Linked DNA regions of Mus musculus: regions 1, 2, 3, 4, 5 and 6 are each linked to region 7. The links are chromatin contacts, called in public Hi-C, HiChIP or PLAC-seq and promoter capture Hi-C maps. All regions are on one chromosome and are shown on one strand. Each heading gives the region's core, a stretch centred on a gene start, on an enhancer-like site or on the middle of the called end of the contact. The rest is flanking DNA. Distances are from core to core; before and after follow the strand shown.

Region 1 (3,363 bases), core at 673-3,172, 1.1 Mb before region 7:
CATCTTCATGATTGTGCGCAAATGCTCTTAATGGCTGAGCCATCTCTCTGGTCCCACACCACACTGCTTCATTTTCTTGAGGAGTTGAGAATCTTTTCAAAGTGGAGCACAGCCTCTTTGAAGGATGTGGTCTGAGGGTGGTGGCAAGATAGAGCTTTTGGTGTTGACTTAGAGCCGATAAAACAGATGACATTTTGTTTGTTCATAGATTTGTGAAGGTTTGATTTCTAAGGAATATTTAACATTTAAAAAAAAGATTTATCTATTTGGTATACAGTATTCTACACACATGTATGCCTGCACACAAGAAGAGGGCAGCAGATCTCATTATAGATGGTTATAAGCCATCATGTGGTTGCTGGGAATTGAACTCAGGACCTCTAGGAAGAGCAGACAGTGCTCTTAACCTCTGAGCCATCTCTTCAGCCCAATATTTAACATTCTTATGTGGAGATATGTCAAAACATTTAGTGTGTTATCATTGTATACATAATGAATACATAAGTGTATAATCACAGAAACAGGCTGGCATTTTTTCTTTTCAGTTTTGAGGGTGTCTTTCAGTGTTTCATTGGTTCCTATCCTCTTGTCTTCTTAAGGTACTTTAAATGTGATCCTTCTGCTGGCTGCTAAAAACTCATTGAAAAAAACATAATCTGCAGGAACACGGGAGAGCTGGAAAATACATCAAGTTACCTGACACAGACATAGAGAGACAGACACTTCATGTTCTTTCTCATAGGCGGATCCTAGCATGTAATGTTCATATGTTAGTGTGTATATAAGGTTCCAACTAGAAAGGAAAGGCTGCCCGAGTGGGGGGGGGGATTAGAGTCATGGACATGGTGATAGGACACAGAGGGCTATGGGCTTGGGGGCGTGCAGTTACGAGGTGCGGGGACTAGGGTTACTGGGAGAAGGGATGAGAAGAATTAACACAGACCAATATTGTCTGAAAATTCCATAGTGAAACTTAATATTATATATATACATATATTAAAGGTGTGTGCCACAATCCTCAGATATATATATATATATATATGTATATATATATATACACACACATATATACACACACACACACATATATATACACACATACATATGTAAACTAATATATTATATATTAATATTATATATTATTTATATTATCCCAGCTTAATATAGAATTTTGAAAGGCATAATCATAAAGTAATTTTAAATGTTAGCAATAGCCAGGTGGTGGTGGCAGCACACGCCTTTAACCCCAGTACTCTGGAGGCAGAGGCAGGAGGATCTCTGTGAGTTCAAGGCCAGCCTGGTCTACAGAGCAAGTTCTAGGTCAGTCAAAATTACACCCAGAAACCTTGTCTCAAAACAAAACAAAATAAAAGTAAGAAACTCTTTTTTTTTTTTTTTTTTTTTTTTGGTTTTTCGAGACAGGGTTTCTCTGTATGTGTAGCCCTGGCTGTCCTGGAACTCACTCTGTAGACCAGGCTGGCCTCGAACTCAGAAATTTGCCCTGCCTTTGCCTCCCGAAAGCTGAGACTAAAGGTGTGTGCTACCACGCCCAGCTAATAACAAGCTCTTGATGTAGTGGTACTGTCACTTTGGTGGCTGGCTATCTAAATTCAATGCATTTGAATTGTGTTAGTCTTGGAGGGAAATTACACACAGAAAGGTAGCTGGAGAAAAAAGAGAATAGATTAGACTGTCCAGAAACAACAGGACGATATTGGAAGGAAAACAGAGCTCAAGAGTCAGTTGGCGCCCGCCCTCCTGCAATTCCTCTGGCCGCGGTTTCCGCTCCCTTTCGCGCTCTGCGCTCCCAGGCAGCCCCGCCCAAGCGTAGCTCAGCTCTGATTGGCTCCTTTGAACGTCTACGTGCAATCGGATTGGCGGATCCCGGGAGCTTTACCGCGGCGAGTTTGAAACTGCTGGCACTCGGCCTCTAAGCTCCTGGAGTTGCTGCGTCCGCGCAGTCCGGAACTGCGGTGTGGCCCCAGCCGGGACAGAGAGGTATGGCGTGAGTCGGACTGGGTGCAGGCTGGGCCTGCGGGGGCTCCACGGGATCTGGGGGTTCCCCCGGGGAAGGGCAGGACATCCATGTGAGCCTGGGGATCCCTTGTGGACGGGTAGGGCCTCCACGTGAGATCTTGGTCTCCTGTGGACGGGTAGGGCCTCACCTAAGTCCGGGATCCCTTATGGTCGGGCATGGCCTCCCTGAGCCCGGGGTCTGGGGTACCCTATGGATGAGCATGTCCTCATCTGAGGCCAGGGTCCCCTATGCAGGAGCATGGCCTACCTGAGCCTGGGGACACTATGGAGGAGCAGGGCTCACCGGAGCCTGGGATCCCTATGGGGGGGGGGGGCAGGGCTCACCCGATCCAGCGGTCCCTTATGGAAGGGCAAGGCTCACTTGAGCCCCGGGTCCTGCGGACGTGCAGGCCCCTACGCGAGCTCCAGGTTCCTGCAGACTGGATGGGCCTCGCTGGAGTGGGCCCGGGTGTGGGCGGGGTGCCAAGTTATGTCCCAGGCCCTGTTGGCTGCCAGTGTGGAGCTGGGCTGCACCAGGCCAGCTGCCTTCGGAGGCCTTAAGTCGGTACTGCCGGAGAAACAGACCCGTGGTCGTTTAAAAAGCTTATTCCTACCAAGGTGCAGAACCAAGAAAGTGTAGGATCGTTTATTTTTAGTTGCCTGTGCTAAGGCCACAGACTGTACCCAGGCAAAGAAGGAGAGAGAGGGAGAACCGCGGATGCCTTCGCGTCCTTGATCGTCTTAAAACATAAATACCGATGAAGGTTCTGATGTGCGGGCCACCATCGCCTGCCCCCAACTTGGATACACTGGGCAGCTTTTAACAGCAGGCCCGGGAGACTGGAAAATGTTGGAAGGAAATAAGCCCAGCTTTCAAGACATGTTAACTCTTTGCTGTCTGTGCAGAGGTGGTTGAAACGTTTAATGCTCTATAGTTATATTAAGTCTCTGTATTGAAGAAAGGGGGTTGGGGGGGGATGCGTTGAAATTTCCTAAACATAATCTCCATAGTTGAGAGTCAATCTTATGTGTCTGAGAATCCCCAGGGTTCAGTGGGATGCCTGGCAGGACCCTTGGACGGGTTTACATTTTCCTTCTGAATTTTTATCTGTTGAGCCGCTGCCTCCTTGTGCAGTGCCAAGAGCTGGGATTCCTGGCTGTGCCCCCACACCCCATGGAGTTGATTTTACTGTGGAAAGAGATCTGTAAGGAACAGCTCACGAGAGGTCAGCCATTCCTTGATGCTCATTCATAAGGATCTTGTCACCCGTGGCAGAGGGCTTTCAAGGAGAAGGCACACCTTTTTCCTACCATTCTTTGTGAGCCAAGAAATTGTTTCTCCCTTGT
Region 2 (3,677 bases), core at 1,154-3,653, 1.1 Mb after region 7:
CAGTGTGATACAGTTTTCATCTTTGCAATGGTACAGACTAGCTGTGTCCATTCTAGGCCTTCTCTCCCTCACAGCACTGTTCACAACACTGCCTCCAGGACTCCACAATGCTCTAGTTACAGGGCTGCACAGTCATCCAGTGGCCACCCTCCCAATTAATTAAGTCCTTTCTTTCTTTCTTCCTTTCTTCCTTTCTTTCTTTCTTTCTTTCTCCCTTTCTTTCTTTTCTTTCTCCCTTTCTTTCTTTCTTTTTGTTGTTGTTGGTTTTTTTTTTTTTTTTTTTTTTTTTTTTGCTGTTGTTGTTTTGTTTTGTTTTTTTGGAGGTAGGGTTGGTTTCTTTGAAACAGGGTTTCTCTGTGTAGCCCTGGCTGTCCTGGAACTCACTCTGTAGACCAGGCAGGCCTCAAACTCACAAAGATCTGCCTGCTTCTGCCTCAGGTGTGCTGGGATTAAAAGTGCAGCCCCCTCCCTCTCAATTCTAATGGCTTTAAAATTACTCAATTTTTATTTTGTTATTAAATAAAATAGATGTTATTAAAATGTTTATTATGACAGAGTTTGCTTATTGTTTCATTATCCACCATACCTCCTGTAAAACTTAAGCTCTATGAGGACAGGAATTTATCTTGGAAGTACTCAGAATATATAAATGGCTAAATAAATAATTATCTAATAGTAGACATGAGGTTTTTGTATAGAACTTGATTCAGAGCACAGAAAAAGTTGAAACCTGACACCATCTAGGGTAGGTTGTAAAATAGCAAGCAACCAAATTGGGAAGCCACTTAATATAAAAACTACAAGGGAGAAACCGACAAATGCAAGTAATGAAGAGATTAGCTATTTTATTATTTACATGTATACACATGTACAAAAAAATAAAAACAGGTGACATATGGCACATGGGACTTCCTTTATAACAACACACGAGTGGAAGAGCATACATTAAGATTGTAAGAGCCAGAGGAACCGGAAGTTTGGTATGAGATTGTATGTCCTAGGGACATCAGAGAAGCTACACCCATGAAGACTCATCAAGATGACAACCTAAACATTGACAACACCATCAGAACGTGCTCACAGGGAATGACCAAACTCATGGGGCCCTAACATGAGCTCTATGGACAACTATGGAATGTTGCATGGGGAAAATGGTCTTCTGCAGGGAAGAAGTTGACTATCCACTATCCAACTATCCCAGGTGGCTATCCAATAACAACCAGTTAGCCCAGAAACCATAAAAAAACCAGTAACATTAGACTAAACAGGTTGTGTTTATTTATTTTAGAGTATTTTTGTAGGTGTATATGTATGTGTGTAAAAGGAAAAGAGGCCATGGATTTTGCAGTGGGTGCAGCATGTAATATGGGAGAGATTGGAGAGAGAAAAAGGAAAGGGGGATGATGTACATGTATCAAAATTAAAAAAAAAAATTCTAAAATTGAGGTCCAGGGGCTCAGAGGATCATAAATTCAAGGCGAGCTTTAGCATGTAGTCAATTACAAAGATATTCTAGGGATACATAATACTTAGTCTCAATGAATATACAAAACAATGGGGATGAGTGTGTGTGTGTGTGTGTGTGTGTGTGTGTGTGTGTGTATCAGCTGGAAGGGTACTTGTTCTTGTAGACGACCTGAGTTTGTTTCCCAATATCAAATGGTGCTCATGACCATCTGGTAACTCCTGTTCCAGAAAACCCAAAGCCCTTTTCTGACCTCCAAAGGCACCAGGCACACATATGGCACACATACACACAAGCAGGCAAAACATGCAAAGCAAAAAGTAAAATTAAATCTTAAATTCTTTAAAATGAAGGATGACTACAAATGAAACAATACTGGTCATGAAATGACTCCCTGTTGGGAGCTGAAGATGAAAAGATAGCTTGTCAGTTAAGAGTGCTAGCTGCTCTTCCAAGTCCTGAATTCAATTCCCAGCACCCACATGGTAGCTCACACCTGTCTGTAACTGCAGTCTGATGGGATATGATGCCCTCTTCTGGTGTGCAAACATACTCCCAGATACAACACTCATAAACATAAACAGAATAAAATAAAATTAAGGGAAAGAAAATCACATCACTCAAATTCTGGTCAAACCTTCTAGAGGCTTCCAATCCAAACTTGTCAGAACCAAAACTGTATTGTAGCCTGTTAAGCTCCACTTGAGTACCTTATCACTGTTAACATCGATTAATCTCTGGAGCCTCCAATTTTTAGAGTGAGCTTACTTTACGGCCTTTCCATTTTCTGTTCTAGTTGATGATTTGGAGCCCCGTGTAGGCCTTACTTACTGTGCCCGCATGTAGACGACACGGAACAACGTAAGGGTCAGCTCGGTCCTGCGGGCCAGGCTCAGATCGCCATGCCTGAGGGCTCGTGCCCTTCCTTCCTCCCCTGCTCAGCTGTCTCACGACAGCTCTCTGAGTCTACAAATCTCACCCCGCCCACCTTCACTCTTGTCCTCATCCTCCTACAACCCAAGAAATATTTGTACAAATGAAGAAACACCAAATGGACTTATCTTTGAGGCAAGAAACAAAGGAGGCAAAGAGAGGTACAAAAATAGGTCTAAGAACAGGAAGTTATGGGGGGGGGGGTTCCTGCTGTAACCTCTGTTTCCTCTGTGCAGTAGGAGAAAGGTCATTTACTAGTAGAGAAGAAGGAAGTTTGATAGAACAGTGATAATTTGGAGTAACTGTGTAAGGGAACCCAAGTTTATAGAAGCAGACAAAATGGTGCCAGAAAAATGAAGGGCTCATCTGAGTAGAGACAAGACAGTGACTCTGAAATTCGGGGATGTTTCGTCTTGTCCTTCCGAGTTCAGTTTTCTGCAACTGAGGTGTAACATATCTGCACTGTCCCACATGTGACACGTGAATTGGTCCTGGCACTGTTGCCAATGCTGGGCAATGTAAATTTAGGACATGTAAGGAAAAAGGAGAAGCAAAGCTTTAGAACAACCTCCAAACAAACAACCCCAAAATTACTCTAACACTGCAAATTAAAAGTAAACATGACAGAAAATGTAAGAAGCATGCAAGAGCTAAACTGTTGGCTAGGAAGAACCCTTCACAACCATTGTTCCCAGCCAATAGAAAGGCTGGAGGGATGGCTCAGTAGCTAAGAGCACTTGTTGCTCTTGCAGAGGACTAGGGTTCAATTCTAAGCACTCACATGGTGGTTCAAAGCCATCCATAACTTCAGTTCAAGGGGTTCTGAAGTCCTTTTCTGACTTTTGCAGGTACTGGCATATAAGCAGTACATGGACACACATATATATACACACACACATATACATACACGTGCAGGCCAAAAATTCATACTCATGATTTTTTTTTTAAAAAAAGGTGAGATTATATGAACAACAGAAGAATCTTGACTGGAAAAAAAAAATCCACACTGAGTAAAATAGAAGATTGTAAAATTTATATTTTATAATTTATAATTATATGACCCATTATTTATAAGCAGAAATAAAATATTTTACTAGCTATGTATGAAGCTGTGATCTTATTTTGAGCATTTCTCAAACTTCTAAGGGCATCTTGAAAACATATGCACCATGAGTTGACATTTATACAAAAGGCAAGCCCTCCTATCCCTCTTTTCTATACTCCAGGGATTTAAACCCAGGGCATCACACATGCAAGGCAAGCCTTGTGCTTATTCATT
Region 3 (3,458 bases), core at 42-2,541, 1.4 Mb after region 7:
ATGGCACATTTTATGGAACTTTTTTGATAATTATATGTTGTGGTGATTTAAATAGCACTGGCTCCCATAGACTCATATGTTTGAATGCTTGGCCCAAAGGGAGTGGCACGATTAGGAGGTGTAGCCCTGTGTGAATAGATGTGGCTTTGTAGAGGAAGTTTGTCACTATGGAGGCAGGGGTCTCAGGTGCTCAAGCTAGGCTTAGCATGACTGTCTCTCCCTGCTGCCTTCGGATCCAGGTATAGAACTCCCAGTTTCTTCTCCAGCACATGTCTGTCAGCACATGACAATAATGGACAAAACCTCTGAAATGTGGGCCAGCTTCAATGAAAGGTTTTTCTTTTTAAGTGTTGCTGTGGGAATGGTGTTTCTTCACAGCAATAAAACCCAGATTAAGATATATGTACATATGTGTGTCTCTGTTTATGTGTGTGAGGGCAATGCTGGCAAAGACTAGACATACTGGAATCTCTAGATCTAGAGTTACAGGTGATTGTGACCCAACCAACATGAGTGCAGAAAACAAACCTGGGTCCTCTGCAAAGTATACACTCTTAACCAGTAAGTTATCTCTCTGGTCCTCCTATTTCCATTTCTTCCTCTTCTTCTTCCTTCTCTTCCTCTTCCCTCTTCCTCTTTCTCCTCCTCCTCTTTCTCTAGAGGTAAAAACAGATGTATTTTACTTTTTAAAACTTCTTTTTATTGCTGAGACTGAACCCTGGCTCTTTGCTTGCTAGGCAAGTGCTTGCCTCTGAGATAAGTTGCCAACGTCAAGAAGTTTAATTCAGCTTGTGGTTCTGTAACTCTGAGAACATGACACGTGTCCCTCTGGCTTCTCATGAGGGTCTTAACATGGCTCCATGCATGTCAGGAGAGCAAAAGTGAAGGCAGATGAATTTGGAAGGAGCAGAGTGTTAAAGAGAAGACACTGCCTGCTTCATGTTGAGCAGTACTCTCCAAACATGACTTAATTCCCCAAGGAACCAATGCACTCTTAAAAGAAGGTCACAAATCTCTTTTAAAAGGTCCCATACCCCACCATGACAACGTCGTGGAATTAAACACCAGTGTGAGCTTTGGTGGGAACAGGTACATCTAAACCACAGGAGACATGTGAGACTCGGGTGCACAGGAGGCTGGGGGTAGGGTAGGGCCGGGGGAGCATAAAGAGGAATAGAAAACCTTGGGTAAGAGGCCACCTGATTTATTCAGATTGAACACAATGAACTGATCAGAGGGTCCGGTCGCCAGAGCTGTCCTGAGATTAGAACCTGGGTCTTTCATTTCCTGTTTTTGGTTTCTGAATGTTGCAAAGATGGCTTTTCGGTTGCTTTTGTTTCTCTGGGGAGACCAGACTGTAGTCATGTCACCTTTCACAGAACCATGATCTGTTTTAGTCTGGAATAATTTGTTTTCTATCCACATGCACAGAATCTCCTCAGTCCTTTGGGGCTGGCTCATTCCTCCCCCCCCCTGGCCTTTGGATTCCCTTTGTAGAGTTTTGTTGATTTTAAGATCTCACAGGACAGTTTGCAAATGGGGTCCCAGAGAATTCAAATGTCCGGGTTCTTGCCTGGCCACATGCATCTATTTTAGATTCATATTTGATGAATAGTTTTTGCTTAGAAAGGAAATTTAAGTTGAAAATATTTCCTTTGGAATTAACAAAATGAAAATTAAAAAAAACCCACAAGTGGCTGATGAGGTGACTTAGCAGTTAAGACGCTGGCTGCTTTTCTAGAGGACCATGGTTAATTCTCAGCACCCATGTGGCAGCTCACAGCCATCTGCAAGTCCAGTCTCAGGGATTTCTGCGCCTTCTTTTGTCCTCTGTGGGCACTGCATACAGGAAGGCAAAATACCCATGTGTATAAAATAAAAACAGATAAATATTTTTAAAAATTAACCACCCCATGAAATATCATTTTTGCTTGTCTTCTAACATCTAATAATGCTATAGGAAGTCTGATACTGGTGAAATTAAAAAAAAAAAAAAGGTATCCCTTTCATAGAAGCCTGCATAATTCCTTTGAATTTTTTTTTATTCCTTTGAATTTTTAAAAAAAATTTCTGGAGGGTTTGAGTGGTATGTATGTATGTATGTATGTATGTATGTATATGCATATGTATATGTATATGCATACATATACGCATATATACACACGCATATATATGTATGTATATAACCTTACTATGTAACTTACTATGTAACTATGTAACCCCAGAATGTCCTTGAACTTACTATGTAGCTCAGGCTGGCATCCAGTTTGCCATCTTCCTGCCTCAGCTTCCCCAGTGCTGGGCATACAGATGAGTGTTCCTATGCCCTGCCCTGCCTTTGCAGGGCTTGTCGTGTGGTCGTGGTCTTAGTGGTGCATGCATGGAGCCTTCAAATCTCATCTTTGCTCTCAGGACTTTTGTTTTTGAATTTTCACTCTGTCTGGGGAAACAGTCTTGGCTGTGTCTTTTAGATCATGTGTATTGTTTTTATTAGATTTTAAGTTATATATATTTTTTATTGTGTGTGTGACATATGTGAGTTTGCAGGCCAGATTTCAACTTGCGGGGGTCAGTTCTTTCTTTCTATCAGGTAGGTCCGGAGTATCGAACTCACGTTGTTAGGCTTGGCTGAAAACACCTGTAATTTTTAAAATGTATATGTCTGTGTATATGTATATTACATGTGTGAGTGCTGACAAAGGTCATGAAGACCTCCGTGGGGATTCCCCCACCCAAGTCACGAGATAGTGTGCACCCAAAGAATCATGAGAGACCATCTTGGTGCAAACACATGAGGTAGTTTAATGTCGGAGTATCTCACACTGGAGACAGAGGTGTTGACCACGAGGCTCAGACGCTAGGGGTTTATATAGGAAAAGAGTGGGGGTAGGGGAAGAATTGGCATGGCTTCACACAATTGGACAGTTTAAACATCAGCAAACTGTACGTGCAGATCGAGGTAACAGCAGAGCATCTGGTTAACATTTAACTCAGGTCAGAAGGGTGGGAGATAGGGAGGCGCCAGGCCAGTCCAGACATTCTTGTATGTCTTCCCTATCTTTATGGCTAGTCAGTTCCTGGGATGACTTTACAGCCTCTGTTCTTTGCTCTAGGCCCCCAAAGCCCTCCTAACTAGCAAGCCGCATGAGTCATGGACCTTGAATTTTAATTTTCTTTCAGTCAGAAGGGGGGCATTAGGTCACCTGCTTTTGGAGTTACAGGTGACTGTGGACCACCTGTCTAATGTAGGTGCTGGGAACTGAACTCAGGTCTTCTGTTAGAGCAGTCAGTGCTGTTAACCACTGAGTCATCTCTCCAGACGTTTAAGTATATTTGTTTGCTTGCTTTTGTTTTTTTGAGAGAGTTTCTCTGTGTAGTCTTGGCTGTCCTGGAACTCACTCTGTAGACCAGGCCTTGAACTCTGCCTGTCTTTGCCTTTCAAGTGCTGGGATTAAAGG
Region 4 (3,205 bases), core at 566-3,065, 1.2 Mb after region 7:
CGAAGAAAAGCAGCTTGCTAATTTTTAATTTTCCCCCTGGACTAACCAACTCACACCCAACTCAGGTATGACTCAAAAGTACTGGAGTTCAGCTCCATTACCTATGAACCATGGGGATCACTGGCTACAGAGTTAAGTTCTCTAAACCTCCGTTTCCATGGTACCAAGGAGAATCAACACTCCAGGGCTGTCTGGGGCGGCAGGATGACTCAACAACACTGTAGCAACCCAGGGTAGGTAGGTGGTTTACAACCCGTGGCTTTTTGAAATAGGAACAAGGGGGCTGTGTCCTGCAAACAATAACAAGAGCCATCACCTCTGCAAAACAGGCAGAAGAGACTAAATGCGGAGGGGTGAAAGGAGTCCAGAAACTTAAGGGATAAATTATGAGGGAGGGTGGGGGGCAGGGAATTGGGGGGGGGGGATTTAAGAGGTCAGAAAGGTAGAGAATGGGAAATAAAGCATCCAAGAAAAAGATGCAATTCAGTCAAGGGCACGAAAACACACCTTAGCTCAGGAAAGAGAGGAGGGGAAAGATATGTTAAGGATGAGGAACGAAAGGCTGTAAATAAAGACATTACAAGACCGCTCTGCCCATGGAAGGACATGAAAGGACAAGGAAGGTATGTGCCAGAAAAACTGCTGCTTAGAGGGCAAGCACATCTCCCCAGTAACGCTGAACAATGGTCAAACTAAATAAACCAGGACAAACGCAATCACCGCAGCCCCTGAAATAAAAACACACATTCTTAATGTAAATAAGCAAAAAAAAAAAAAAAAAAAGGAACGGAAGAGCAGAAAGCAGCGGAGGACTTCTCTTCCTGGTTCTGTGGAAGGAAACCCCGCAGGCCTCCACCTCCTCCACAGTGCTGGGATCACAAGAGCTCACCACCATCCCTCCCCTGCTGCTTTCTTTCATGGCCAAAATTCTTCTTAATTTATAGGCCTCATGAACTACAAGGCACTCATGGTAACCTATCCCTGTCCCTTGATACCATCCCAGGCAAATCCGACTCCTTCCTAAACACATTAATTAGCAATACCTTACATCATCCTTGAAAAGCAGGAGGTAAGCAAGAGTATTATTAGCCTCTTTTTATTATGGGGAAACTGGGGAACAAAAAGATTAAATTACAGTACGTCCCAAAATGAGCCATCATATTTTCTAGGACTTTAATTAAAGGCTCCAAACACCACATTACAGACATTATTCTTTCTAGCTTAGAGAACTTTTACTATTGCTTCCACCAGGGGACCAAGAAAAAAAAACACCTACAGTAACTTAAAAGGTCAGCTTAAAATTTTGGACAGTGTTAAGAGGTAACACACACGCGCGCGCGCGTGACGGAAAAAAAAAATAAGGACACTTGTAAACAGCACCACGGGTCGGAAATCCTGGGTCCACGTTTTAGGCTGTGGGGCAGGCAAGACAGACAGGAGTTGGCTGACGCTGATGGAAAAGGTGCCCCAAGGGGCCCAGAACAGCCTCGCCATCCCTGCAAACCCATCACTCCAAACGTGACCCCCGACGCTCTCCCTTGGCCCCTGCATTGCACCACGAGCCTCGCCGTGCCAACCCAGGCCTGTGGTAGGCCCTGGCTGCCGAGCCTCGGTGAGCACCGGAGCCGCACCTAGCCAGACACTTCACAATCCCGGCTTCCCCCGCCCCCGGCCTCGGCTCCCACGCGCTCTCACCGCCCGCCCGGAGTCCCCCGGCCCGGGGAAGCGAGGTGACCGCGCAGCTCGGTGGAGCGCAGCGCCCGCGGGGTCCCGGAGCCGCCGCCTATCAGCGGAGCGCAGGGGCGGGGCCGGCAGGGCCGGCGGGGCCGCGGGCGGGGGCGGACGGGCGGGGGACCGGGCTCCGGGCGGCTCCGGGCACCGCGCGCACACACCGGGCCGGCTCCCGAGGGCGCCAGCGCGGCCCCGGGGAGCGCGAGCGGGGAGCGCGCGGCCTGCGGTCAGCGGCCCATCGGCCGAAAAGATGGTGTCCTGGATGATCTCCCGAGCCGTGGTGTAAGTACGGGCGGGGAAGACGCTTGGGGCCCGGTTGCCGGAGCCAAGCTCACGGGCCGCGGCCTGCTCACCCGTGTCCCAGTCGCTGCGGGGCTCCGGGGCGGCGGCGGCGTTGGGAGCAGCAGGGCGCGGGCGAACGGACTGGCAGGCGGTGGGCTCTGCTCCGTGGAGCCGCTCCCCGGCGCGCGGCGGGCTCTGCTCGGCTTCTCCTCGGCCTCCCCTCCGCTCCTCGGCTACGCGGCAGGCGCTGCTCCGCTCCTCGGCTCCTCCGCTGCCCGGCGCTGCGCGCGGCGGGCTCTGCTCGGCTCCGCGGCGCGCTCCCGGCTGCGGCTCCCGCTCCCGCGGCCCGCGCTGCGCGGCACCGCCCTGCGCAGGCTCCGCCGACGCTGAGCGCGGGAGGCCGGCGGGACTCCGGATGCGCCCGAGCCTTTGTCACCAGGTCTACCGCGTTGCGGTGTCTGTCCGCGGCGCACGCCGCTTGGTCACGTGTAGGAGGAGGAGAGATCGGTGTCAGAGCCCGGGCTGCAGAGTCTTGCTCAGGGGTCCCGAGGTGACCTGGGAAAGAGCCTGCGCTAGAAAGGTCGGGCAAACGCTGACCGTGGAGGGCCGTGGGTGGGAAGAAATGTTTGCAATGGAGAAGGCGCAGGTGCCAGTCCCCTTTGTTCGGGTCATCTCCTCAGTTCACTGATTGTGATACAAACGAGAGCTGCGGATGGGGAGAGGAGGGGGGAAAAGTTGAGATGTGTTGTTTAATCTGCAAAGGTATTTGAATACAAGTTAAACCGGTTCTCTTCCCATCTTTCACCTTACCCTGTGCGCTCTAAAGCAAAGTCACCAAATAAAGGGCCATAAATTAGGTAAAGCCTGGGGGCGGGAATTCATTATTCATGTAGCAGTAGTGTCATCTGAGTACCTTAATGAAATGTTTATATGAGGTTAACAGGCCTCGCTGATTAGCTTATAATTTGAAGGGAGAAAATGACATTACTTGGGCATTATTATTTTCACTACGGAGAAGGAGCTAATTTTTTTTTAACTTGCTTTTATTTCGTTTGGAAGTGAGCTAGGTAACCTAGTTTGCAATGCATTCAAAATTTGCTCTTTCATAAAATGTCCTTTAAAGCCTCTGAACTTCTTGTATTCATCTTAAAGCCACAAATAAATAAAGTTATGCCACGGGTGCCTTCAAATT
Region 5 (3,651 bases), core at 906-3,405, 1.1 Mb after region 7:
GAGATAGCCTTTATCTCACCTAGATGCACATTTAGAAATGGGGAAGGGGGAAAAAACATAATAAGGCCTATAGTAAGTAAAGAGCACTCACAAAAGCAAATGGAAGCCCAAGGGGAAAGTGCCAACGCCTCTATTACTAAATTGGAACTAGCTTGAATTCTAGTCAGAAATGTAAGCCAAGAATAAAAGCTAGCAGTACCAAAAAATAAAACAAAATAATAACTACACCGTGTAAAGAAGAAAGAGAAATAACAGTAAAAGATGAATGTAAACTATGTAAGATTCAAAATAGGAAACCATTTCGACTCCAACTCCCTCACTGTTACAACTTCAGCACGGGCTCACTGCTCATTAACTGGTCCTTCCCATGGAAACAACAAGTAACTTTCTACTCTTTATAAGGAAAAAAAGCCAATATACTTTCATCATTTTTTTGTTTAACCCAGTTATAATACTACTTAAAACATTTAACTAGAAAAGAATCTGCAAGCTGGACGTGATGGCGCACACCTTTAATTCCAGCACTTGGGAGGCAGAGGCAGGCGGATTTGAGTTTGAGGCCAGCCTGGTCTACAGAGTGACTTCCAGGGCAGCCAGGGCTATACAGAGAAACCCTGTCTTTGGGGGGAAAAAAAAAGTGTCTGCATCAAATGTTTGTATATATTTAAAATACTGAAGTTAAAGTCCATTATTAAAACAATGTAAACATTTTTAAATTTAAAGATTGCAATAAGCTAGAAGATTAAGAAAAATAGGTTATTATTATCTTTTACTTTGCTAAAAGACAAGGAACTTAATTTTACTTATCACAGCATCTGCATGTCTCTGTCTATATATTACACATGCCAGGAACCAGCCAGAGCCAGAAGAGGGCATCAGCTCCCCTAGAGCTGGCCTATAGGTAGTTGTGACCTGCCTGCCTCCTGTTGGTGCTTGGAACTCCTCCAGGCCTCTGCAAAAGCCCCAAGAGCACTTAGCTGCTGACACATGTCTCCAGAGCCAGTACCTCCTGCCCCCACAAACACACTTTTCTGCTTTCTGAGACAGTTTTCTTATGTTGGCAAGGCTGGCCCTGAATGAGATCCTCCTACTTCAGCCTCCTACGTCCCAGGATCATAGATATGAATCACCACAAATTGTTTAATAGTTGTGATGAGTTTCTTTACATAATTTAAATCTATTTGTCTACTGGAAAACCTATTTCCCCTCAAGATGCATTTACTTACTCTAATAAATTAGTTAACCTCATAAACAAATAAGTATATGGCAAAACAAAACCAAACCCTCAAATACATTTATAGATAGGTGCAGCCCTGAGCCAAAGATGAACAGAAGTAACCCTGGTGTCTAGACAATTCTCCTCTAACAGGAAGCTGTGTTCACTCCTGTAATCCTAGCTATAGCCAAAGTGTTCCTGTCTCACAACAAAGTCCCAGCACAAATTTATTGCTAAGTAATGCTATAATCAAAATATACTGAATGCCCTGAATATGAATGAAGTTTAATGAACAATTGGTGTGCAGTTCCTTACCTGGTATGGCTGAAAGGCACTATCTTCTGTTAAAAAATCCAGTTGCTTATCTATAAGGAATTCTACTGCAGTGATAGAACTAGGTATACTATTTTCAACCAATGGTTTGAAGGTCTGTCAAAAAAGAGAAAAGTTCTAATGGTTATTTTCTGGTTGTATCCTCAAAGTGTTATACAAAGGGTACATGGCAATATAATGGTTCAATAAGGTCGTCATAATGGTATAACCTAACGTTTTTATTAAAACCATAGAATACTTTTTATTCATTAAAAAATAATTAAACACAACCATAATTAATAAGCTGGAAATTATACTGTATCATGCTATAGACTATTTCTGAAAGACTACCAAGCACACGTGTATGTTTCTGCTTAACCCTGAAAACATGAAAAGAAGTCAACCACATTCACCCCTGTTTACTCCTAACTAGAGATGTTAGTCTAATTTTCATACTGAGATTTTAACTGAGCAGAAAGCATCTGACCTTACCCCACCCCTGCCTTGCTCCCAGAACAACTACAGATGCAGTTACTTCAATGAGAGCAGAGGGCAGCAGGAGAGACCAGTGAGGAAGAGCAGTCCCCACCAGCCCTGTCCTGTCTCTAGCTAGCACTGTCACAAAGCAAGTCTGAGATCACACAGCAGGCAGTGAGGTGGGAAAGTTAGAGGAAGGAAACAAGGGCACAGTGTTTGTTTTCTTAAATGACTATCACCACACTCTCATTCTTAGCAGAGTCAGAGTCAGTCAAAATTAAATGTATTCATGTATCTACTACTGTTTGTTCTAAAAGCTTTAAAATGAAAAGAAAATTCTACCATCTTAAAAAGTGTGGCTTTCCTAAGAAAGAATCAAAATCTGAAAAATGCAATTAAACAACTAGGCTTCTAAACTGCATATATGTGTACCAAAAGAACATTTCCTCATGACAAGGCAACTTGGGTACCATCTGGACACAAAACAACACTGTTGACCAAGACAGTACGTATCTCCCAGATTCCAAAGCTGTTGGTGCTCCTGTCCACCCTGTCTTGTAGCTATTATGTCTTAAAGAAATACAAAATACTCTGGTTATTACACAAAAAAAGTTTCAGTTTGAAGGGGTTCTCAAAGAGCTAATTTTCTACACTTAAGAAATTCTTACCAGGAGTTAAGTGGATTCATTAGGATGTATATTTTAAACATATCTCATTTCTATTCAATTAATATTCCTGAGCAAATAACATTTTCCTTATTTGAAAAAAAATTGAAAAATTACAGTATGTATCTCTAGAACCATCCCCAAAACAAACAAAATCTGTCTCTTCCATTTATTTTTAACATTTATGATAATTGAACCTAGTTAGAATAACTTTCTACTGTGTCCCAGCCTAACCTTTTAAGTACTAGATGTTCAAAATACTTTGTGTGAGAAATTAACTTTCAAAATAGAAAATTCCCACACTAACTGTACATCTATCATTGCCTGCTACCAATATTTTCTATTTCTTGGGCCTAGATTCCTAATATTTCATATAATTCTATCATTTTTTATAAGAGAATGTACTCGCTTAAGAGTTCATGTTATCTGATTATATGAAATATGTTAACATGATAGCTATCAAGTTAGCGTATTTCTACAATGAAAAATTTTCATATTATACTTCTACTTGTTTAGCATTGGTAAATGAGAGAACACTGGCTCCTTCTCAAAAGGACTTTCAATCTTTGGACATTTTCTGTTTCTTGTCCAAACACTTCAGGCCAAAGCATCAAGGATAACCCCCCCCCCCCCAAAAAAAAAGACTGGCTAAAGATAAAATTCAATTTAGCAGGACTGGACACTAGCAACATTAGCCCTAAGTACCTTTTTCTTATGCAAATAATACAGGTGTTTTGCATCTCCTAAGCCCCAGTCATTTTATAATATCAAAAACATTCCTGCGAAGATCTTCTCCAGAGCCCTTTTTGCAAGGTGGGCCGGCTTCAGGGGTAAAATTCACCAACTTAACATAATTTAAATTACTCCAGTTAACTTAGAAAGAGGATTAATTTCTAGATAACACAATTCCTCAAAATTGAAGGTATTTAGTTGACAGTCCTTGGTAAAATCTGGCTAGTAAATGTGTATGACAAATAGAAA
Region 6 (3,542 bases), core at 228-2,727, 1.4 Mb after region 7:
AAGGGAAATGATTCAATCCTCCATTTTCATCAGACCAGCGACTGGAGCCATCTACCTTGACCTCTCCAAGGGGTTCCAGAACAACTGTGTAATTCCCAGAAAGATAAGAGGAGGCAGGTCACTCGGTGGTTCTGAAGTCTCCCCTGTAATCCCAGGGCACACCTCAAGGCAGGAGGATGCCAAAGTACGCGGGGCAAGTTGGGTGTGAGCGGAGACGGGGGCCTTAATGGAGGGCCTGGCACTGTGACAGTGTGCAGGCCCAGTCTGGCCTGTGCGGCAGCTGCACAAGTTTTCCGGGACCGCAGCCAGCTGGTGGCTCATGGCAATGGTTTCTGGGTCCTGGCTCTGTCCCAAAACAGGCTGGAGCTCCTTAGTGTGATCCGGCCATGGCTTTGTTCTGACTCCAAGATGAAGTTTGGCTCCTGAACCAGAAAGGGGAAGGCAGGTCCATGCCCCCTTAACCCACGCTCTCCTTCCAACCAATCTGATACAGGGGACCGAGGGCGGGAGCAGAGTTAAAAGTCTAATGCTATGCAGGGTGGTTCCGCCCCCTTTGGGTCTCCTCAGCGCACCTCGACGCTAACCTTTGAACACTGAGCGCCAGCTGAGACTGAGGTCACTAAGTGCTTCAGTCTAAGGCAGAAGTCTAGAAGGTCCAGGAACACTTGGAGGTGACCCCAAACTGAGTTGCAACAATGCACGCCTTGGTTTTGCAAGACATATGATCTCCCAAATCAGGGTCTCTGAAACAGGCTACCCGGAAATCCACAGAGCTCTCAAAACAAGGTGACTCCTAATCTCCATCTCACGTTCGGTGACCATTTCCAACGGTGATGTTCCTTGACACGAAGGCTTCACTTTAAGGCATCTTTAGGACGTTTTGGTATCTGTATTGATTAGATTAGGCCATCTAAGGCAAGGCAGAAGGAGCTTGTAGACAAAGCTCCTAGACGAGACTCCAGCCTCCCGCGGCAGCTTGCTGTCCCAGCCCCTCCCATCTGGGGCTCTGAAATCGGCTTGTAAAATATAGGCTTTATTTGTAGGCTTCTCCCTCTAGTTTCAGGCTAATTCTCCTAGATTGAGAGTAACACAATAAAAGCAAGAAATTTTGTTTTGCTTGTTTGTTTGGAGTGCTTTCCTCCCCCCCCCCCCAACTCTTTTTTTGGAAACTGCAACCTCGGATCCCCACAGAGGCTGGGGGGGGGGGGGGGAGGAGTTAAGAACATCAATCAGTTTCGCAGCTGGAGGCTGAGGCTTTCCTCAGGGAAGACTTTTTACATAAAACAGATTGTACTTTGTCCTTGCCAGGGCAGACAAAGGTTTAAATTAAATATGCAGCAAGCTCCAGTTGGCTGCCTGCCACCACCCCGAGGTAGGGGGAAGGGAGACCGTGTCCCCCGCTCGCCTGACTCACTCAGTGTTTTTTTTTTTTTTTTTTTTTTCCCCTTCCCATTTCTGTTACTTCAGTGGAAGGCGCCTGCAGTCTTGGGTTGGGTTTTTCTGTAAATGCACTCTGTGAGAGATACGCAGCCTTCTGGGACCTTGGCTTCCTCTTCCATGCAAAGAGGGAGGTGACCTTTGAAGGTCTCTTCCGTATTTAACCTTTTCCGTTTTCTCTGATCTCGGTGGCAGGGATTTTCAGCAAATGCCCTAACCCTCTCTGTAGGGGGCTCACGTTCACCATTTCCAGGGTGAGTTCATCTCTGTGTAACTCGTCCTTACCTGGAGTGACTGGGTGTGTGATCTATTCTCACCATTCCTGGGGTGATCTCATCGATGTGTGATGCATCTTCACCATTCCTGGAGTAACCTCATCCATGTGAGATACATCCTTATCATTTCTGGGGTAACCTCATCTATATGTGATCTACCCTCCATTCCTGGGGTGACCTCATCTGTGTGGCACACAATGTGATTATAAAAAGACAAAGAGGTATAAGAACATGTTCTATGGGGGTGTGGTGAGGGGGGGGTGCCTCAGTGGGCCCATGCCAATGCATCCTTTCTCCCTGAAGGACCAGCCACATTCTATACTATTATATTGTATAGAATAGAATTTATTCAGGGCATGGGGAGAGGAGTTAAGTGGATAGTAGAGGCAGAGAAAGGCAGAGAGAGAGAGAGAGAGAGAGCAGAGAAGTAGAGGCCGGCCATGACCACAGGGAGAGAGGGAGAAGGGAAGGGGGAAGGGAAGAGCCCAAGAGGGCACGAGAGAAGCAAGCCGGGAAGGAGTAAGAGAGGGAGGAGGGGGCAAGCAGCCCCTTTTGTAGTGGGCCAGGCCTACCTGGCTGTTGCCAGGTAATTGTAAGATGGAATTTAGACAGAGTGCTAACCGTACACATCTTCACCATTCTGGGGATGATTTATGGATGGAAAAAAAGAGAAAGAAATGGGAGGAGCTCAGGATGTTCTTAGGTATGGTGGAGGAGAAGGTTTGTGACAGACATAAGAGAGAATACAGAATATGGACAAAAAGAGGCATCTGGGAGAGTGCAGAGTGAACATTGCCAGACTGAGCTGGACTATGTGGAGAGAGAGAGGCAGGGAAAGCAAGAAAGGAGACACTAACAAAGAGGGGTAGCCTGGGCTAAGAGATAATGTAACCGAAATGGCTGAATTGTATAGGAGCCAGAGAGGCTGGGGGAAGGGAAAACCCAGTCCAGCCTCGTGGCTGGAGAAGTTTAGGGTATGGGGTGGAGTATGCCAGCCAGGAGGACCCTGGAATGGGTAGAGACTCAGGGATGGTGGGAAAACTTGGTGGCCAGGGTCAGCTTTGATATGGTAATAGTAACCTCTGTTAGCTGTTTGTCTTGGGTTTGAGACCTAACAGTTTGATTTATATGTGATCCATCCTCACCATTCCAGGCATGACTTCCTCACCTCATCTATGTGTGATCCATCCTTGACATTCCTGGGGTGACTGGGTGTGTGAAGGTCTAACTCCACCTCCACCCCACCCCCACTCCAGACCTCTTGGACCAGCCAGCCATATTATCAGGGGACGTAATTAATGACATTTGACCTTGCATCCCAGTTGGAAAGCATTCATGCCTTACCTTCATCCTTCATCAAACAGCTCAAGCCAGTTGCTACTAGAGTTGAGGGTCCCTAGGGTGGAGTAGACATCGTTCTCTTTTTATGCTTTTAAATATTGGTAAGTGCCCTGAACTAGTCTTAGGTCAACTTGACACAAGCTAGAGTCATCTGAAAGGAGGGAATTTCTATTGAGGAAATGCCTCCATGAGATCCAGCTATAGGGGATTTCCTTAGTTAGTGATCAGTGGGGGAGGGCCCAGCCCACTGTGTTCTAACCCTGGGCTGATGGTCCTGAGTTCTATAAGAAAGCAAGGTGAGCAAGCCATGATGAGCAAGCCAGCAAGCAGCACCCCTCCATGGCCTCTGCATCAGCTCCTGCCTCTGGGTTCCTGCCCTGTTTGAGTTCCTGTCCTGACTTTCTTCGATGATGAACAGTGATGTGGAAGGTAAGACAAATAAATCCTTTCTTCCTAACTTGTTTTTTGGTCTTGGTGTTTCATTGCAAA
Region 7 (3,360 bases), core at 458-2,957:
TTCATTAAAGTAATCCTGTCTCAACTCGATGCTGCGGGTAGAGGTGAAACGTTGCGAAAGCGTTAAAAATAGCTTGCTAGTAATTTCAACATCCTGTAATTTTATCGCGGATCGAGTTTCAACTGTCGTACTATACAAACCTTATCCCCCATATAGTACATGTTTACTTTTTTAGCCTGCCAGACCCACTCTGGAAAGATTGGTGCCAATATAATAAAATCGCTGGGGGGTTGGGGAGGGGTGCTGGAAAGAGTGGGAGGAGAGCCGGGAAGGGGTGGAGGAAGCGAGTACACCATTTTACATCAATGCTGCGAAAATGCAAGCGAGCCAGGCGGAGGACCGGCAGCTGGGTCGCAGCGAGCGAGGGTTTTGCAGTCCCTGCCTGTTCCTTGTTCTGTGGCTCTTAAGTTTCTCTGTTTGCATAATAGCCGTGCATGCAAACCGCGCAATGCTCCAGGGCTCCAGAACAATAAATATACACATTTAAAACCTTTATTGTCTTACGTTGTGTTAACCACCCCCCACCTCCGTTTCCAACAGCTTAATTTCTGATGGTATTTAACTAGTTTGCAAATGGATTATTTTTTTCAGTTTCAAACTATTACCGAGAAAGCTCCCCCTCCCTTTTGGGAGGAGGGGGGCACGGGAAGGATTGGGGGTGGGGTAGAAGTCGGTATATTATTCCTGTAGCGCCGGGTTATATAAACACATTATCATTTGAGAGAGCCCTTGGCGTCCATCAGCATTGTAAACACGTACGAGTGTATATACTTCAAAATTAAAGAATGCACACGCAGAACCCAGAGCCCGAATTCATATTCCGAGCAGACTCGCGGCTCGCATGTATTGATTTATCATGCATGGTTTATTGTTCCTCTCCCTAAATGTAGTTGCTGTCCGTTCAATATTGTTGCAAAATCACGAGACGTGTGTGTACTGCTCACTTGTCTTTCTGCTCTTCTTCTTCCTTTTTTTCCCCCCTGCTGAGTATTTTTTTTTTGCGAAGCGAACAAATGCATTAATATTTATATGTTTATATAATCGATAACCCACTTTTCCCTTCCGTGTAAATAGGCATCAGAAGATAATTTAACAGATTAGTTCTCTCAAACATGGCAGTGAGGAAACGTAATTTAACTATCAAACAAATCTACATGTCTAATAACAGCAAATCTGCTAAGGAGCATTAGAAAGAGGAGCGGCGCCCCGGAATCTCTGCAGGAAATGTTCTTTATATTAGACATATACAAGCAGGTCCTGTCAGATGCACAACGCAGCTCGAGAGACTTGGTCTGCTCCAAAAATCTCAACCGACGTTACCCACAGACACGAGGAACTGAGAAGAGAAAGATACCCTCATTACTTGGTTTTAGGATGGGTTTCAATTTTTTTTTACATCTTCCTGTCTGCTTTTTGCCTTGATCCATTCTCTTCCCGCCGAGGTCGGACTTAGCCCTTCTCCCTATTTCGAATTTGATCAACCCATCTTTGGCAGCAAACCCACATCTTTTTTACAGGAGATGAAAATTGAGTCTTCGAGGAAATATTAGGATATATTTTCAATCATTTTGGTGCTGAGGGGGAGGCTAGAGCTTAGTTTTATATTGAGACATCACGCCGGCTGCAAGCAGAGAATGCTTTCCCCTGCCAGGACCTGATGCAATCCATTCAAGCCAACAAGTTTGGAGAGAATGTTGAGTTCAATCAATTCAGAACGTCGAGATGGAGCCCAACTCACTCCAGGTATTTCGCTCTCCTCCGCTCCTGCGGTCCCGGCGCCCCCCGGCACCCCCCAGCCCCCCAGCTCACCCACCCCCTCACACCCCCTCACACCCCCCACAAACTTTTTACCAAACTTTTACCCTCTGCATCCCCCCAAAATCATTTTTATTGTTTTTTTTAAAAATCCCTGCGCTGATCATACCTACATAATGTAATTTTATCGCCTCATATGGGGAACTGGGGAGGGGTGGTGGGGACCCGGAGGGCTTTTTTTTTCTTTTCTTTTCTTTCTTTCTTTCTTTTCTTTTCTTTTTCTTTCTTTCTTTTTTTTTTTTTAAGGGAGGCAGAAAATTAGTGGGTTTTGTAATATTTTTTCACCCAGCGTTCTATCTGTGGGCCGGTCTGTATTGAGAGTCTTGTGTGTTAATGTGCCTGGGAATAGATATTTGTGCTTGATGGCTACATTATTTACGTGGTGCTTTTTTTTTTCTCTCTCTCTCTCTCCCTCTCTCTCCCCCTCCTGCAGTGGGTCGGCTCACCGTGTGGCTTGCACGGACCTTATATTTTTTATAAGGCTTTTCAATTCCACCTTGAAGGCAAACCAAGAATCTTGTCCCTTGGCGACTTTTTCTTTGTAAGATGTACGCCAAAGGATCCGATTTGCATAGCGGAGCTCCAGCTGTTGTGGGAAGAAAGGACCAGCCGGCAACTTTTATCCAGCTCGAAACTTTATTTCCTCCCCGAAGACACTCCCCAGGGCAGAAATAGCGACCATGGCGAGGTGGTAAACCTATCTCTCCCTCTCTTCCTTCTTTATTATCTACCCCCCCCCTCCAGTAATGCGTATTATAAGGCAAGCTTGAAAATACTGTATTCAGTTCTGCGGTGAGCAGGATCCGCTCGTTTTTTAAAGGGGTAGCGCCACTAACTGGGGCTGGAGTATTTTACCATTGTCAGAGTTTGGCTGTCAGCTTTACAAAGACCGTCCAACTGCTGATTTTAGTCAAGATCAAATAACTTGTCAAGAAGGGTTTTGTTCCAGGGTGTGTGTGTGTGTGTGTGTGTGTGTGTGTGTGTGTGTGTGTGTGTTCGTTTAGCTACCTCTTCTTGAAGATTAATATCTCATGCTTTAATATACATATTTTAATGTACATATTTTTTGCTTTTTAATTTTTTTAATTTTTTTACTTCATGCCTGGCTCCTGGGCTGGGTAGCTTTCTTTTAGTGGGTTTTGATATTGTTCACGTTTTTTTTTTTTCTTTTAAGTATTTGATATGTTTAAGAGGGCGGAAATTACGAAACGGAGGCAGAATGAGATCAAAAGCAATTGAGTTGGCAAAGGCGTGTTGACTGAAGTGATAAATGACAGGTACTGGGATAATACATTCAAATAACTTGCGCATCTGCCCGGGCGGATTTCAAAGCGGTCGTGTAACCGGCACAAACACGTTCGGCATTAAGAACTATCTCGCGCCCACTCCCCCTCCTCCCGGAGCCATTTGATGTTCTGGTTTCCAGTGACTCCACGCGAAGTGGACGTCTTCCAGTAGGGTGTGGGGCTGGGTGCAGGGGCCTCTGCGGTGAGGTGCGAGTCTGTGCGCGGGATGGACGCGGGGAGGACCCTGCGGCGCCGCCAC

What was found. Promoter capture Hi-C pulls out the DNA fragments that hold promoters and counts their contacts. A called contact is a pair of places that touch in the nucleus more often than the background predicts. HiChIP or PLAC-seq counts read pairs in DNA pulled down with a chosen protein or histone mark. Capture Hi-C pulls out chosen DNA fragments and counts their contacts.
Region 1: a Hi-C map of B cells shows a contact between it and region 7, with 11 read pairs. The contact joins the promoter of Cdk1 here to the promoter of Arid5b in region 7. A contact is called at or near these places in 6 of 39 promoter capture datasets (the 3T3-L1 cell line, cranial neural crest, hippocampal neurons and 2 more), 3 of 484 Hi-C or Micro-C datasets (B cells, the MNK3 cell line and hematopoietic stem and progenitor cells) and 9 of 115 datasets of contacts at active chromatin or transcription factors (the NIH/3T3 cell line, bone marrow-derived dendritic cells, embryonic forebrain and 4 more).
Region 2: a contact with region 7 is called in a promoter capture Hi-C map of pre-B cells, with 4 times the contacts expected there. The contact joins the enhancer-like site here to the promoter of Arid5b in region 7. A contact is called at or near these places in 3 of 39 promoter capture datasets (the C10 cell line, liver and pre-B cells) and 2 of 115 datasets of contacts at active chromatin or transcription factors (bone marrow-derived dendritic cells and pancreatic cancer cells).
Region 3: an H3K27ac HiChIP or PLAC-seq map of bone marrow-derived dendritic cells shows a contact between it and region 7, with 7 times the contacts expected there. The contact joins the enhancer-like site here to the promoter of Arid5b in region 7. A contact is called at or near these places in 1 of 39 promoter capture datasets (pre-B cells), 2 of 484 Hi-C or Micro-C datasets (LSK cells and Th1 cells) and 5 of 115 datasets of contacts at active chromatin or transcription factors (bone marrow-derived dendritic cells, bone marrow-derived macrophages, large pre-B cells and 2 more).
Region 4: a contact with region 7 is called in a promoter capture Hi-C map of liver, with 2.8 times the contacts expected there. The contact joins the promoter of Reep3 here to the promoter of Arid5b in region 7. A contact is called at or near these places in 1 of 39 promoter capture datasets (pre-B cells), 1 of 115 datasets of contacts at active chromatin or transcription factors (pro-B cells) and 2 of 9 other capture datasets (liver and pancreatic islet).
Region 5: a Hi-C map of CD8 T cells shows a contact between it and region 7, with 2.8 times the contacts expected there. The contact joins the enhancer-like site here to the promoter of Arid5b in region 7. A contact is called at or near these places in 3 of 39 promoter capture datasets (liver and pre-B cells), 1 of 484 Hi-C or Micro-C datasets (CD8 T cells) and 4 of 115 datasets of contacts at active chromatin or transcription factors (bone marrow-derived dendritic cells, cardiomyocytes, regulatory T cells and 1 more).
Region 6: a contact with region 7 is called in a Hi-C map of liver, with 3 times the contacts expected there. The contact joins the promoter of 1110002J07Rik here to the promoter of Arid5b in region 7. A contact is called at or near these places in 3 of 484 Hi-C or Micro-C datasets (the N1E-115 cell line, cardiomyocytes and liver), 1 of 115 datasets of contacts at active chromatin or transcription factors (large pre-B cells) and 1 of 9 other capture datasets (embryonic stem cells).

The regions. Positions count from the first base shown.
Region 1 is chr10:69,351,471-69,354,833 of GRCm38.p6, reverse strand. Cdk1 (cyclin-dependent kinase 1) reads left to right here and starts at 1,922. Exons shown (of 8, transcript NM_007659.4): 1 at 1,922-1,998.
Region 2 is chr10:67,204,052-67,207,728 of GRCm38.p6, reverse strand. All of the region lies in intron 3 of Jmjd1c (jumonji domain containing 1C), which reads right to left. Among named protein-coding and RNA genes, the nearest start is that of Jmjd1c, 79 kb to the right of the region's middle. Within about 2 kb of position 2,403, at least 100 of the 459 cell types and tissues checked have an H3K27ac peak or open chromatin away from gene starts, as enhancers often do. A contact at or near this core is called in liver and pre-B cells, where this site is marked.
Region 3 is chr10:66,855,279-66,858,736 of GRCm38.p6, reverse strand. No RefSeq gene overlaps it. Among named protein-coding and RNA genes, the nearest start is that of Gm31416, 23 kb to the right of the region's middle. Within about 2 kb of position 1,291, at least 17 of the 459 cell types and tissues checked have an H3K27ac peak or open chromatin away from gene starts, as enhancers often do. A contact at or near this core is called in bone marrow-derived dendritic cells, where this site is marked.
Region 4 is chr10:67,095,598-67,098,802 of GRCm38.p6, reverse strand. It overlaps Reep3 (receptor accessory protein 3), which reads left to right and starts at 1,815. Exons shown (of 8, transcript NM_178606.5): 1 at 1,815-2,013. The coding sequence starts at 1,982. It also overlaps a transcript of Jmjd1c not described here.
Region 5 is chr10:67,187,730-67,191,380 of GRCm38.p6, reverse strand. Jmjd1c (jumonji domain containing 1C) reads right to left here. Exons shown (of 26, transcript NM_207221.3): 3 at 1,532-1,645. Among named protein-coding and RNA genes, the nearest start is that of Jmjd1c, 62 kb to the right of the region's middle. Within about 2 kb of position 2,155, at least 62 of the 459 cell types and tissues checked have an H3K27ac peak or open chromatin away from gene starts, as enhancers often do. A contact at or near this core is called in CD8 T cells, liver and regulatory T cells, where this site is marked.
Region 6 is chr10:66,918,319-66,921,860 of GRCm38.p6, reverse strand. It overlaps 1110002J07Rik (RIKEN cDNA 1110002J07 gene), which reads left to right and starts at 1,477. Exons shown (of 5, transcript NR_138561.1): 1 at 1,477-1,691; 2 at 3,472-3,482.
Region 7 is chr10:68,277,073-68,280,432 of GRCm38.p6, reverse strand. Arid5b (AT rich interactive domain 5B (MRF1-like)) reads left to right here and starts at 1,707. Exons shown (of 10, transcript NM_023598.2): 1 at 1,707-1,743; 2 at 2,249-2,503. The coding sequence starts at 1,723.